2 separate regions of the Drosophila melanogaster genome follow, and region 2 is linked to region 1. A link is a contact called in public Hi-C data. All regions are on one chromosome and are shown on one strand. Each heading gives the region's core, a stretch centred on a gene start, on an enhancer-like site or on the middle of the called end of the contact. The rest is flanking DNA. Distances are from core to core; before and after follow the strand shown. Region 1 holds the start of cic (capicua). Region 2 holds the start of Stat92E (Signal-transducer and activator of transcription protein at 92E).

The links. A called contact is a pair of places that touch in the nucleus more often than the background predicts.
Region 2: a Hi-C map of the Kc167 cell line shows a contact between it and region 1, with 9 times the contacts expected there. The contact joins the promoter of Stat92E here to the promoter of cic in region 1. A contact is called at or near these places in 15 of 107 Hi-C or Micro-C datasets (the Clone 8 cell line, the D17-c3 cell line, the Kc167 cell line and 7 more) and 2 of 6 datasets of contacts at active chromatin or transcription factors (both in the Kc167 cell line).

What each region holds. Positions count from the first base shown.
Region 1 is chr3R:20,251,348-20,254,168 of dm6, forward strand. cic (capicua) reads left to right here and starts at 1,423. Exons shown (of 18, transcript NM_001275826.1): 1 at 1,423-2,506.
Region 2 is chr3R:20,550,914-20,553,975 of dm6, forward strand. Stat92E (Signal-transducer and activator of transcription protein at 92E) reads right to left here and starts at 1,398. Exons shown (of 8, transcript NM_001275828.1): 1 at 1,168-1,398. It overlaps DPCoAC (Dephosphocoenzyme A carrier), which reads right to left. Exons shown (of 6, transcript NM_001300499.1): 3 at 2,983-3,062; 4 at 2,657-2,922; 5 at 2,214-2,397; 6 at 1,472-2,143. The coding sequence ends at 1,996. att-ORFB (alternative testis transcripts open reading frame B) reads right to left here. Exons shown (of 5, transcript NM_206523.3): 2 at 2,983-3,062; 3 at 2,657-2,922; 4 at 2,214-2,400; 5 at 1,722-2,143. The coding sequence ends at 2,671.

The DNA.
Region 1 (2,821 bases), core at 173-2,672:
TTTTGCCGCTGTCGCGTGGGTGCAAACACATTTATATGTTTTCCCACGGTTAACACGACGTATGCGTAATTTATGTCGCTAGACGGCACCAGGTGCACGGATCACATAGCGCGGTTTTCATATTTCCAAAGTTCCGGCGCGAATTTGATGAATGTTTGCACTTTTTACGGCTCCTTCCATATGAGCGGTCTCATTTGAGGATAGTGCATTCATAAATTATCCACTCAAGAAAGTTGAGTTTAATGAGAAGTTTTTAAGCTCAAGCTCAAATGGAGCGGTACTTAAATTAAATGACTATTGTCACACTTAAAATTTGGCTTGCCAATCATTAGCTTTTATTTACTCTGGGGATTATTTTGAACAGCCTTCAACAATGTATTTTGGTTTATTAAATGTTTTAATAGTTGTGAAATTTTCTGGGATGCATATGCCTATGCATATTATGCATATTACGTATTCGTAAAAACTTTTGTTGATACACGTTTGTTTTTAAGTGTTACCTTACCTATTTAAGATTATATAAATCATCTACATTTACTTGGCTTTGATTTTAAAGTTTCCTAAATCTCGACGGAAGGAAAATCAAGACAGACGGAATATATATACCTTACAGTTTCGAAAACACTTTCTTCCACGCCTTTTATCAAATCAAGGACATCTCTCCAAATCTTAAGAACTAATCTCATATGTAACATTTAAACCAAACAGACCATCTTTAAGACCGACAGATGCCTTGATCTTTTTATAAATGCCACATTTCCTAGGAACTGTCCTATTCCATAAAATCGAAATATTAATAAAAAAGAAAGTAACATAAATTGTAAATAATACTATGCTAGTTTTTATTATAATCCAAACAACTGAACAACATTGGACTAAGTTACTACATGTAAATAATGCATTCAAAGAAGATTATCATAAACAACCTACACAGCCGAAGTTCCTGCACACAGTACTATATTATATAAGTAACTTAACTTAAACAATAAAACCTAAAAACAATAATAGCAATATTACACCCCTTTACTCTACAAGAAATGAATATAAATGTGGCAGATATTTTTCAGTGCTACCACAATTTCATAATTTTTAAGAACGTTGGGCATTGCCAGACTGAAGTGTAGAACTGTAGAGGTTCGTGTACTGACTAACTTAACGATAGATTGTACACAAGCCAGTTCATACAATCTTTGTATAAATTCGCAAACCATGCTAAAAGTAAATGTTAAGAAGCAATTACAATTTTTATTTATTTATATATCGCTCTATCACCGAAAAGTTACAACATTTGGTTGCACCCGCTCGCGGCGCCAGTGTAACCGTATCATTCGCCTTTGCCACGCAACTTGTAAGATTTTGCCCAATCCGGCCAACGGTCCCACTTTGGGGGTATTTTCTCAAATGGGGCAAATGGTCTCCAGCAGATTCTCACTTCATGCTCGGAATCGCACGGACGTGTCGCGGATGTCGGAAGGTGGAGCTCCTGTGAATTGCTCTTGTGCCCCGCGCACAAAACCCCAATAATAGCCAAATCGGGCAGCGCCTGCAGGCTTTTGTGTGAATAAAACGGTTTGTGGCGACATTTGTTCGATTTTTAGGTGTCGCAAATTAAATTCGTTTGCAAATACAAGGCACTTACGCACACAAACGCGAGCGCACGCACAAGTGTAGGTGTGAAAACAAGTGAAACAGAGAGCTGGGAAAACAAACTGGGCTGCATAGATACTGGCTAAATATTGGATTAAGCTCGTATAAAGATAATAATAACAACAACAATCAATCGAAAATGCGCGTGCGACAGAGAGGGTGCGAGTGTGAATGAGGAAAAGAGAGCGAGCGCAGCACGCACACAAACACTAACACGCTGACGTCGACGCGCTGTCTGTGCAGAGGAGCAGTGTTGCCAGCCCACAATACTGCTGCCCGAGAATCCCAATTAAATAATTAATAAGTTCGAATCAGAATTGGAGTATCTGAGGCAGGGCTTTTTGCTTTGCTTACTCCTTTTCCCCGATTCGGCTTATTGGCATTGGGCTCTGCTCTATGCTCTGAGTTGGCAACACTGGCCCCCAAATCGAGTGTGGGCAAGAGAGATAGAGAGACATAGAGAGCAATCGCGAGAGAGTCACATGCTAGGCGCTCATTTCAATTTTCCTCAATGAATGAACACTTTTCACGGTTTTCGGTTCGTCGGTTCGCGTTTTCCACAGTCGTGCGTTGTTTTGCTCGTGGAAAAGTTGTAAAGCCCAGCCAGCCATAATCCAACATTTTGTTTGCAGTGCATTTGCAGCGCGGGAGAGCGAGAACCAACGGCTTAGCGAGCAGTTAAATAATTTTTAAAGTGTTTGTGTTTTTAACGTGTAAAACCCGAAAAAGTCTATGCCTTTTGCATAACAAAAACAAGCCGAGCAAATAAAATAAAAGAGAAAAACAGCAATAAACACCCATACACGTAAACATATACGTACAGAGAGAAACGGACGCCTACGTCAATAAGCGAAAAACGGTAAGCGAAATTCTTTTACCCCATGTTGTATGTGCTTGCCAATTGGAAAATTTTGTATTTCCCTTCCCGCTTCCGTTCTCGCCATCTCACTTCCCCAGTCTCTCTCTCTCTCTCTCTTGTTCCCCCTCTTCCGGGCTTGCTCTTACACTTGCTTTTACGTTGTTGGCAAGCAGAGCTTCATTCATTTCCACAACTTGCACACATACACATACCAGCACACCCCCGCTCTCTGGGAATTAGAGAGTTGGCAAGAGAGCGGTGGGTCTCAGTGTGACCGTGTGTATTTGTTGTAGCTGGTCAGGCCACAAAATTTGT
Region 2 (3,062 bases), core at 148-2,647, 300 kb after region 1:
GGAACGCACATGCACACCCGCACACGCACTGAGAATTTAGAAAAAAAAACTAGAGTCTCGACCAAAGGAAATCCTATCAGTTAAACGAATCCTTGAAAACAAAGTGCACTTGCAAAAGAATTCAACTGGTTGCGCATTTGAAAATTGCTCCGCATTCGAACAATTCCCTATAGTGGCTAAAAAACGACTGCCGCGTCTCTAGAGTTGGAGCGAAAGCGATCCACATGCGATACTATCGGACGATGAACACATGTGAACAATCGCTGTTAACAGTGGGTATCGATTCTGATAAATCTCTGCCAAACCGGGAAGATAGGAAATTCTAATTAGAAAATAAGTTGATTTAATTTTATAGAGCAGCGCAGTAAAATATTGTTAACAACCAGGGACCAAAGCTCGATAACTATGGTAAAACAAAATTTTTGAATTGTTATTACTTATAAATTTTTGACTTGGAATGCACATAATTAAACAAATAGCATTTAGGATTTTTCGTAAAGATGTTCTAAAAGAAACATTAAGACTAAACAAGTTACGAAATATATATCTCTATCGTGCTAATATTCCACTAAACTTTGTGAGTTAATTAAAGAAAAATAAGTTGATTGAAGTTATTATTTAGAAGTAAAATGAATTTGATGGTGGAAAACTCTGATAACCCGAAGTGCAACCCTCGCACCCCTGTTAAGTTAACAGCACTGTCGGCTGCTAAAGAATAAACAATTTGCGAAGCTAATTGCGATAAACAAACATTTATCAAAGGGGGTTTACACCCATTTTCGCATCATTGTGGCGCCGCAGATATGAGTGCGCATGTTGTCTGTACACACACGAGCTGCCACCCACACATATGCACCGCTGGCGGTGTAATTAATTGCATTTGATTGATTTGTCCACCGAAAGTCAAGGTTACCCCAGACGCAGAGAAGCACAATTAATGGTCTTTTGCCAACTCTTGTGTATTCTGCATATAAACATACGCGACTTCTGAATTTTCACCTGTTGTGCGCAGCAACAAGCGAGCATGAGAATGCCACCCCCGACCCTCTTTAAATGAAGAGGGTTGGTGCTCGGAGAGGGGTTTTTTTAAGGCTGTGCCCCGTCTAATCAATAGGCCTTAAATAATTAATCCATTCCACAATCGGCGCAGCACAGCAAATCACTCACCTTTCAGATTGCCTTTTTGGTTATGGCAGGTGTTGGGGGAAAAACGCTTTTTATCCTTAAAACAACACCGCCTGCAGCTCACGGCTGTTGGGCCACCTAATTCCAGGGCAAATAGTCTTAATTATCACTTTTAAAACGCACTAAATTTACGTTGTTTTCGTTTTGCGAGCACTCGAATTTTTGCGAACGCGACTACCAGCATATTTCGATATACAGCACCCCCGCAAAAGATGTTATCGCGTAATCGCCGGAGGTGCCACCTGTCACAACCGATGGCGCGCGTTTTAAAAACGATTGAGATAATCGATCAGTTAAACAATTTTGTAAATTTTAATAATAAAAACACACTAACATACAAGAATTACATAGTATATGCTGGTGTGAACACCCTCAAATTCATGACTATTTTAACAGTCGCAGCGCCTTGACATTGAGTTGGCAATACACAATATACAAAATGTTCGGGTAAATCGTAATCATTAATCTAGGAGTGTTATTGTCAAAGCAACACCATTGAATACGAGGTCCTGGGGAGCAGTATGTGCCAGGCGAGTCATTATTCAGACAGTTTATTGGCTGATATACTTTCGGCTTACGGCGATAATAAATCAATTACGGTTAATAACAAAGTTAAGCGCTTTCGGGTGTCTTCACTTCATCGCTTCTCTCCCTCACAACTAACAGCTAAAAAATATCTAACAATTAGAGCATGTCGGTGCTTCACTTCTATTTCCTCAGCTCATCCATCGATCGCGAGACTTAAGATCAAAGCAGTGCGTTTTTGGTGTGGTGTTTATGGGTGACGAGTGGCAGGGGCAGGGAGCTGGGCTATTTCTCAACCCGTCTCAAGTTGGCCAGCTCCGTGAGCCACGCCTTGATCAGATCGTAGGTGGAGAAGCTGATGCCCACGGCGATGGGTCCCTTGATCCAGTTCATGCTAAGTCCCTTGTAGAAACCGTTCTTGACGCCCTCCTCACTGTTTGGAAATCGTAATTAAAATCGCAATTAAAATATGAATAAAATCGTTGACAAAGATTTGCACGCACCGATAGATCTTGACGAGAGTCTCCAGGATGGTTGGGTACCGATCTCCGCCAGCCGTGTTCACCCGCATTGTCTGCATTCTTCGCCGCACAATGTCCAATGGATAGCTGGCCGTTTGCCCGGCGGCACCAGCCGCAGCACCGAAGGCCAGCGAGACTAGAGTATTGGGTTTATTGTTGCCGACCACTTCTGCAAGCAAACAAGTCATTTAGTTGGCAAATTCAGTGAGCACTTAATTAGAATATAGGTAACTTCTACTAGCATAATCAAAATAATGACAATGACCCAGAATGCCGGTTTAAATTGAAATTATCTGTATAATTCCACAATAAACTTGGGGCTTAAAACCGAATTCTATGGACATATACAATATACAAGAATTTTTAAATGAACATCTCCCCTAAGTCTATAGAATTTTATATTAGGATATAGGTAGTATTCCTACCATAGTATTCCCGCTTAAGAGTCTCGTAGGTGAAGAAGGAGGTGCCCGCATAGGGAATCACGCCGAGAACGGTCGCCCAGTAGCCGCGGAACAGCGTCCGCGGACCCTCCTCCACCCAGATCTTGGTGAAGACTTGTCGCAGCGTCCGATAGCCAGTATACCGATCCGTGACGGCCATGCGGGCGCGTGCCAGGTCCAGAGGATACGTCAGCGACTGTGAGGTGATTCCCGCCAGGGAGCCAGCCAAAAACCGACGACCTTTCGTGCTGCAAAATAGAATGATTCGCCATGAAGTTGGTGAGAATCTAGAGCATAGTACAACTCACTTGGTGCCGTCCTTGTCGACGTGCAGGATGCGACGCCACTGCTCGTGGGCCGTGAACTGTATGGCTGCGTAGGGCACGAT